2 separate regions of the Mus musculus genome follow, and region 2 is linked to region 1. Evidence: chromatin contacts called from public promoter capture Hi-C data. All regions are on one chromosome and are shown on one strand. The core of a region is the stretch at or near the end of the contact, and the rest is flanking DNA. Distances in the headings are between cores, read along the strand shown. Region 1 has its middle 49 kb from the start of Gm39724. Region 2 holds the start of Hlx (H2.0-like homeobox).

Region 1 (4,653 bases), core at 1,303-3,802:
AAAGAAATAAATATTTTATTATAATTTTTGTATATTCCCCAGGGGAGCGAAGTGGTACAGTTGACAGATAAAGCAACACCATGGACATATGAAAACACGTGATTGAAAAGTGGATCCAGGGAAATCGTAGGGCAGCTGTCTTAGTTAGGGTTCCATTACTGTGACCATGACCACAGCAACTCATAAAAGAAAACATTTAATTGGGGATGGTTTATAGATTCTGACCTTTACTTCATTACATTCATGGCAGGAAACATGGCACCATCTAGGCAGAAACAGTGCTGGAGAAGGAGCTGAGAGTTCTACATCTTGATCTGCAGGCAGCAGAAGGAGACTATGTGACACACTGGGCATAGCTTGAGCATAGGAGATGTCAAAGCCTGCCTCCACAGTGACACACTTCCTCCAACAAGGCCACACCTTCTAATAGTGCCACTCCTTGAAGGAGGGAACTCACATGAGCTGCCGTGATGATGGAAGAAACTGAGATGAAGACAATTCAGAGTCTGTCTGGCGTGAATAGAATAATCTCTATGTTCACCTATGAGCAGTTCCAGAAGCTAAGAAAGTACTTCCAGATAGACTGGTTCCCTAAGGAGGCAATTCTGCAGGCCTTGGCTGAGGAACTCAAACTGCCCAAAGAAGTCATCAGCTACTGGTTCTTCAAGCAGCGTCAAAGAGAGATGAGGCACAGGCAGTTTTTGAAGGGCTACAAGGGTTGGATAACACGCTGTCGTCACTACTGTACAACAAGAAGGACCACCAGGCAGAAGAACTCCGAGGAGTGCTCTCAGAATGACCCTGGACTCCCCGAAGCGTTGGAAGCCTTGAAGAGTCTCAAGCTCTCTTCTGGGTACCAAAGCAGAGATGCAATGTCACAGGATTTCTGACTTTTCAACTTCCTTGTTGGGGCAGGGGTCTGTTGGGATTTATGTCTATGGAAGAAGGTACATTAATAATAATGCTTGCATTCATAGAATCGATTAAAAAAATGAACCAAGCATTCAAGCACGTGAGTCTGTGGGGGCCATACCTATTCAAACCACCACACCAGCATAAAGTATAAACAAATGAAAGACTATAGAATATACACAGAAGCAAAAAAATTAAAATTAAAATTTTAAAAAAATTTTTTAAAAAGGACACTTAATACATTCTCCAGAAGTGGACAATAGACACCAGCAGGAAGACAGCTTTTTCTCTATAGCCAATGACTGACAGCATTTCAGTGCTAAAGATTATCCATCATTATCAAAGCTGCTGTGACAGAGCGGACCTTCGCCTGGGAGTCCAAAATGGAGTCCCTATTACTCTGTGATGAGCCTTGATTTTCATTTTATCTTTCTATTATACATCTATCCTCTTTCACTTAGAACAAAGAGATCTTCCACCTTCCATTTGCCTCACTAGCACCTAGGCCTGGCTTTGCATGTGTCTACTACAGCTGGGAGAAAGTGGTTTTCAAACCAGGACCGATGGCATTGTGTCCGGAGTCCACGGGAAACCCAGACAAGTCCAAGAATTGCAAAGTCCACTGCAACTCCCAAAAGAGTCTTTTATTGTTCCACATTGGAACTCGGATTGCCTGCCTCGAACTCACTGAGTGAATGCTGGCAAGCAACCCTGAGTTCAGAAAACACTGGGTTTATATACGGTATAGTTATGAATGTTCACAGAAAAGGGGAGTAAAGGGCTGTAATCATTTGGTGGAAAGGTACAGAAGTGGGAGGGGGTTAATGGGTGTCTGTTCAGGGACTAACTTCATAGCCAGTCATAACTGTCTCTGACCTGACCTCTGATTTCCCTTGAGCTTGTGATTTTTCTAAGGTCTCAAGGACAAGCACCCTGAAGAGTTCGGCTGTTTATCAAGAGTGTTGGAGACAAAAAGGCGGGGAGGATGTCTCAAGCTGTCCCCTCAAAATGTCTTCATTTAGGGGGAGTTTGATGGGTAGTGCCATTCTAACAATAGGGGAGGGGCCAAGGAGGAGTAGGCTTGCTGCAGGGGTGGGATGGTGGTGGTGGTGGCAGGGAACACAGAGGCAAACTGTACACACACTCAAGTCTCTCTAGTATCATTAATTTGGGGGTTACAACAATGGCAAGTTGGTGGCATGAAGGGAATCTGCACTTTGGGATGGGACCACTTTTTGTGCAGATGTTTCTATAACCCCAGACTCTCTACAGGACACTGCATGAGGGTAAGGTGGGAAAGCAGATCTCTTCTAAAGGAAACAGTTTTGTCTGTCAATCCCAGTTAAGATCGTTTCTGAGGCCTGCACTGCAGTTCTGTTTACTCTTCCCATGTATAAAATAGCTTTAATTTGAAATTACAAGTAAGAACACAAACCACAGGAATGTAGCACAGGCATTGTCACGCTTAGGAGGTAAGTAGAAAGACAGCCAGGAAGAATCCCGAGTCACCAAGCTCCAGTGAAATCAAAACGAAGTTGGGTGCGAGAGAGCGCTAGAAAAAACGTTAAGATTTCCTGCAAGTGGCTCCTCCTCACACCACACCACCAAATACTTAAGCTGTGATGCAAGCTGATAACATTTGGCACTCGCAGGGGTTTCTCAGTTTTGCAGTTTCCATGCAAACTCTGATTAATCCTGACAGTGCTCCTCAGAGAGCTGCTGGCCTGGAGCCAGACGAAGTGTGCGCGCCCTCACGTTGATTGCATAAGTTCACACAACAACCAATCCTTCTCTCCACAATTTCCCATCATCCATGGCTTAAATTCTCATGACAGATTTTAGGCAAACTCGCCTCTTCAAACTGTCCCTCTGTTCAAACTGTCTCCAGCCCCAACCCCAGGATCATGTCTCCCCTCGGAGTTCACTGGCTTCGGTTTTATATTCAAACATATTCCAGGATTCCCATCTGAGCCCGAAGAAAGTTTAATGGTCCCTGACTCCAACATTCTCCTGTGTGGGCATAAACCTCCATTTGTGTTCATAGAGTGATAGTACAACTACCCATCCTTCATCGCCTTTCCCTCCCTCAAAATAAGAAAATTGAGGCAAAACCAAACACTCAAAAAAAAAAAAAAAAAAAACTATTTGTTCACTAAAAGAAAAAATAGGAAACTCAGGAGACCTAAAACACAGCTCTGTCTCACTGTCACTGTGACTGGGATGAAGCACCCTGACAAATAGGGAAGATTTGTGTCTTACAACTTCAGGTTACTGTTTATCATTGAAGTTAGGGAGGCAGGAGCTTGAGATAGCCAGTCATGTCATATATACGGCAAAGACCAGGGAAAACTAGACACAGTCACACTGCCAGCTTGCTCTATTCAGCTAGCTTTCTTTACTTGTACAGTCCAGCCTATAAATGATGCCACCTCCACTTAGGGTGTTCCTTCCCAAACTTTGCTAACCAAAGCAATCAAGATAACCCCCCAGAGACATGCCCACGGGCCAATCTGATCAAGGCAATTTCTCCTTCAGGCTCCCTTCCCACGTGCTTCTAGGTTGTGACATGTTGATGTTTTTTTTGGTTTTTTTTTTTTTTTTTGGTTTTTTTTTTTATTACGTATTTTCCTCAATTACATTTCCAATGCTATCCCAAAAGTCCCCCATACCCTCCCCCCCCCCCACTTCCCTACCCACTCATTCCCATATTTTGGCCCTGGCATTCCCCTGTACTGGGGCATATAAAGTTTGTGTGTCCAATGGGCCTCTCTTTCCAGTGATGGCCGACTAGGCCATCTTTTGATACATATGCAGCTAGAGTCAAGAGCTCTGGGGTACTGGTTAGTTCATAATGTTGTTGCACCTACAGGGTTGCAGATCTCTTTAGCTCCTTAGATACTTTCTCTAGCTCCTCCATTGGGGGCCCTGTGATCCATCCAATAGCTGACTGTGAGCATCCACTTGTCCCACCATTCCTCAAGGAAAGTTTAAAACTCAAGTGAGGTGTCCTTATTTGTAAAACACTAGACCATCTATGTTTAAATATATAAGTCAGATCTTCTATCACCACTTACTAACAAAGAGAAAGATAAATGCGTAGTTGTATTAAATCACTGGTGAGGGAGGGAAGGTGCCTAGTGAGTAAGAGCTATCGGTGTACAAGCATGAGAACATGAGTTCAAATCCCCAGCACTCAGGTAAAGAGTTGGTCACAGCCATACATACCTACAACCCCAGCAGTATCAGGGGCAGAAATAAGAAAATCAGTGAATCTCGCAGACTCCCAGCCAAGTTAAGTGGAAGAGCCTGTCTCAAAAGGAATAGAGTGAGAGGTATCAGAAGAAGACACCTGACACACTGTCCTCTAGCCTCTACAAGGAGGCCATGTAAGTATTCCCACACACATATAACACACACACACAAACAAACACACACACACGTACATATAACATACATACACACACAGGTACATATAACACACATACACACACACACATGTACATATAACACACACAAACACATACATGTACATATAACACACATACACACACATGTACATATAACACACATACACACACGTACATATAACACACATACACACACACGTACATATAACACACATACACACACATGTACATATAACACACACAAACACACACATGTACATATAACACACATACACACACACGTACATATAACACACATACACACACACATGTACATATAACACACAAACACACA
Region 2 (4,653 bases), core at 1,535-4,034, 1.1 Mb before region 1:
AAAGTTGCACAAATATTGAAAGGGGAAGTGCTAGGAGTCATTATAGAGTTTTTCTCCGGAAGAAATAAGGATTTCTGCAGTATCCTAAAATACTAGGACCGCTTCTATTTTGAGACCAATCTCGCAGGCATATCCGCTCATTTAGCCCAAGTTTGAGCCCATCAAAAAAACAGGAGATGACCTGAACTCCGGGCGAGCCCCGGGTTTCCTGCTGCTTTCTTGGTTCTGAAGGGTAGGGGTAAGGAGGAGGGCAGTGTTCCAAGCTCCCGCCAAAGCGACTGGTCTACAGGGCTTGGGCCTGGAGCAAGAGAGAGTGACCCAAAGTCCTTCCCCTCTTTTCTTTTCTTTTCTTTTCTTTTCTTTTCTTTTCTTTTCTTTTCTTTTCCTCTCCTCTCCTCTCCTCTCCTCTCCTCTCCTCTCCTCTCCTCTCCTCTCCTCTCCTCTCCTCTCCTCTCCTCTCCTCTCCTCTCCTCTCCTCTCCTCTCCTCTCCTTCCCTTTCTTTTGCACCGGGAGCTCCGATTAGGCCTCGGGTGACAAGGCTGCGCTGGGCTGCGACGGCTGCAAAGGTGCCTCAGGCTTGGGAAAACGGAGGATCGCTCAGATATGATGCAGTTACAGCTGAGCTGCGGAGGAGGCAGTCCTTGCAGCCTAGCCTTTGATCTGCGGGGCACTCCTGGTTTCTAATGCCGCAGATGCGTTTGGGCTGTGGGCGCAGCCAGACACCCAAGAGCACTCCTGTTCTACACACACAACTCCGGTTCAGCCGACTCAAACAGAGCAAAGAGGGGAAAGGGGCGGGGAGCCTTATTTCTAGGGGAGGAGGAGAAGATGCAGGCCTCTGGGCGAAGCGTCATTTTGAGCTGGGACTTGGCTATAGACCGCTTCGCTGTCTGGACGTCTTGAGGTTAAACTGGAATCGCAACTGAATTACAAGGCTGTTAGAAAAGACCGGCAACAGAGACAGGCAGCCTAGATACTCTCTCCCTAGGCTAGTAGTGACTTGCTTTCTCTAATACCCAGTGAAGTTAATGAACAGGTCTCTCACCGCATCACCAGAACTTTAGCCCAAAACTCACCTCCGGTGGCCTCTGTACTTGTCACAAGTCCACCCTCTGCTCCCTGCTAGACAGGATTTCCGGCCCCTCTCGTCCCAGGCACCATTGCCCTCAACTGTCTATACCCCTCCATTCCTTGATATAGTTAGTACCCCTGTCCCTGATACTGGGACATCATAGCCTGTGATTGATTAGCCATCGATTGCTTTCGAGGAAAAAGGCGTCCGCTAATGATGACAATACCGGCGACCAAGGACACGAAGCTGTTAGACATTAATCCAAGAGCTCACGCCAATCCTGAGCTGATAGTAGCCTGGCAGTTCCCTCACGGCTTCCAGTTTTTGGTATCTTATTGCTGAGGGGAAATAAGCCTGCCTTGGAATATCATTCCGGAGACACTTACTTGGACAATCGAAAACAAAAGATTTGGTGGTTTCGTTATTGTCATTATTTTATTTTCTTCCTGAAATGTGCAACAACCGTTCATCTAGGTGGCCTGTGGTCTGTTTGGGAGAGGGGCGGGGAAATCCACTCTGACTATAATTTAAAAGAGAACGAATTCTTAAAATAGAGATGTTGATGCGACAGAAAATTCCCAGTGCACCTAGGCTGAGTTCTAAAGACCCTAGCAAGAATGGAAGGCGCTGGCTGTGGAGGCTCGGACAGTGCCTCCCTCCAACAGGCCAAAGCGGATCCTGGAAAAACTGCAGCCGAATTAAAAGTAGGTATTTAATCTCAAAGGCAACCGCTCCCTGGCACTTGCAAAACATAGGACCTCACGTGACCAGGGGATGTGGTGGCCGCGGAGGGTAGCACTTCCTACAAGGTGCAGAGAGGGGACACGCGTGCCGCTCTTCTGGGGCTGCACTCCTTGTTGGTTCCGAGGCTCAGGGTAAAAGTTTGGCTGTTTCTAAGGGAGACGTTTGGAGCCATCTATCTTATTTTTGTTTGAAAAGTCACTCTTTCAAGTTGTCACTGGAATGACAGCTCCGAATAAAACTAATTTGTGGTCTGCCCTCCTCCTGGCTTCTTGGAGCAGCTCTGGTGAGCTGAGAAACCAGCGGATTACAGTAGACTTGGGTCGGGATTCTGGGCTGTAGGGGCGCTGAGAGGATGGGGCCTTTACCTAGGACTTGTGATAAAAGCACCTGGGTAAAAGCAGAGAGAAGGAAAGTCGCATGAGAGCGGAATACGGAAGGGACAGCCTGCGGACCGCCAGCGTGGTCTGCTGGGGTGGAGGTTGGGGGTGTACTACAGCAGAGTACGGGAGCCTCAGTGATCCCCCTCCTCCGCAGCTCCAGGAAAATTCCGGAGACCGGCTCCGAGGCTCTGCCGCTGGCGGGTCCCCGAGCTGCAGGGGACAGAGGAGAGCCAGAGGCCCGAGGAGTCTCGACCCCCAAGCGGCTCCCAGAGACGCTCAGTACTCAGCTTAGCCCACGCTGCCGCAGAAAACACTTTGGCGTGGCCAGGGCGTGGCCGAGCTCGGCCACGCCCCCCTCTTTCCCAATTCCCCTCCACTCCGGAGTCCCATTGGTCACGAAGACGTCCAATGAGCGCACGGATCAAGGTCCTACCCGGGGTCTGACTCGAAAGCTCCTGCCAAAACTTTGGGAGTTTTTAGAGAGGAGTTTTTTTTTTTTTTTTAATTTTTTTCCTTTTTTTTTTTTTTTTTTTTTTTTAAACTAACGGATCATTATTGTTGTTTTAAATTTAGCTCTTAGGGCTTAGCTGTTTGGGTTTTTCTTTCGGTGTCGGGTCCCTGTCTCCCCGGCTTCTGCGGAGTAGCAGAGCGAGGCCGCGCTCGCCTTGTCGCCCCAGCGCCTGGCGATCGCCTCCATCCACCCGGCGGGGAGCGCGCCCGCCGCGCCGCCTTTCAAGCCAAGCCAGGGGCCCAGGCCGTGGCGGGCGGCGATCGGGCCCTCGCCTCGTCCCTCGGTGGCGCTAGGGCTCCCCGGTTGGCCCTCCGCTTCAGGGCGGGCGAAGAACCGAAAGCAGCTCGGGCTCGGCTGGGACACCGCCTCTGCCCGAGCGCCCACCCACTTCCCCACTCACCCAGGACCCCGCCGGGATCCTGCCAGGATGTTCGCAGCCGGCCTGGCTCCCTTCTATGCTTCCAACTTTAGTCTCTGGTCAGCCGCCTACTGCTCCTCGGCGGGCCCGGGCGGCTGCTCCTTCGCCCTGGACCCAGCCGCTGTCAAGAAACCCTCTTTCTGCATCGCGGACATCCTGCACGCCGGCGTCGGGGAGCCGGGGCCCGCTGCAGAGGGACTGGTGGGGGCCTCGGCAGCCCTCACCGCACACTTGGGCTCCGTGCACCCGCACGCCTCCTTCCAAGCTGCCGCCAGATCCCCGCTCCGTCCCACCCCGGTGGTGGCGCCCTCAGAAGTCCCGGCTGGCTTCCCTCAGCGGCTGTCTCCGCTCTCTGCCGCCTTCCACCAGCATCTCCCGCAGCAATCACCAACGCAGCAACAGCAACCGCAGCAGCAGCCCCCGCCTCCACCCCGGGCGGTCTCCCTGCAGCCACCGACTTCGGGGACGCGGGTGGTCCCCCACCATAGCGGCTCCGCCCCTGCCCCCTCCAGCAAAGACCTCAAATTTGGTATCGATCGAATTTTGTCTGCGGAATTTGACCCAAAAGTTAAGGAAGGCAACACTCTGAGAGGTACGTATCGCTGGAAGGCCTCAGGCCTCACCACCACCCATGAGGGGCCTGATGTCAGGAGGATTTGGGGTGCGTTTATTTTTAAGGACAGAACGGTAGAATGAGGGCGAAGAAAACGAAATGAAGGAAAACTTAGTGACATGTAAAAGTCAGCTATCCCATGTTTAAAAACATATCTTCGTGTTGCTTAAACAGCATAGAAACGGATGACCATACTCTGGTTGCTGCAAAGTTTTGCAAAAGTGTGTATTATCCATCTTTTGAATGAAATATCTGCAGAACGACCTAGATCTTTCTGACAAGGAAATCTCAGCGTGGGGACACTTTGCATTTATTTGATTTCCAGTATTTCTTAAGAATTGCGGGGAAGCAAACCGGCCAGTCTAAGCTCCTGAAGGAAGGCGGGGGGGGGGGGGGGCTGAAGGGTGTAAATTAGGGGTTTGTAGAATTTCTGGAAGGCGTCCGAAATGACCACTTTAGCAACATTTTATGACAAGCCTTTCCTTATTATGGGGTGTACCGGCCATGCCTGACACACACTCTGGGGCAATTCAGGCCCCACTCTTCCGTAGCTGTTGGAGAAAGGGTCCATTTTGAGTTTAGTAGGTTCAAAGGGGGAGAAGGGAAAGGAGGAACAAATCTGCCCACAGTATGAGTTTGTGACCGACTCTTCTTTCCCCCTACCCAGATCTCACATCGCTGCTAACCGGTGGGCGGCCTGCAGGGGTGCATCTAGCTGGCCTGCAGCCTTCAGCGGGACAGTTCTTCGCATCTCTAGATCCCATTAGCGAGGCGTCTGCCATCCTCAGCCCCTTAAGCTCCAACCCAAGAAATTCTGTTCAGCATCAATTCCAAGACACATTTCCAGGTAGAAAAATTCAGCCAGTGCCGCAAAGGCCAGCGGTAGTGTGGAAAGTTGGGGTAGGAGCCTCCTA

The links. Promoter capture Hi-C pulls out the DNA fragments that hold promoters and counts their contacts.
Region 2: a promoter capture Hi-C map of liver shows a contact between it and region 1, with 3 times the contacts expected there. The contact joins the promoter of Hlx here to the enhancer-like site in region 1. A contact is called at or near these places in 7 of 39 promoter capture datasets (the 3T3-L1 cell line, cranial neural crest, liver and 3 more) and 3 of 115 datasets of contacts at active chromatin or transcription factors (astrocytes, neural tube and stem cell-derived neural progenitor cells).

Annotation. Positions count from the first base shown.
Region 1 is chr1:183,678,015-183,682,667 of GRCm38.p6, reverse strand. No RefSeq gene overlaps it. Among named protein-coding and RNA genes, the nearest start is that of Gm39724, 49 kb to the right of the region's middle. Within about 2 kb of position 2,552, at least 51 of the 459 cell types and tissues checked have an H3K27ac peak or open chromatin away from gene starts, as enhancers often do.
Region 2 is chr1:184,730,624-184,735,276 of GRCm38.p6, reverse strand. It overlaps Hlx (H2.0-like homeobox), which reads left to right and starts at 2,784. Exons shown (of 4, transcript NM_008250.2): 1 at 2,784-3,718; 2 at 4,407-4,586. The coding sequence starts at 3,136.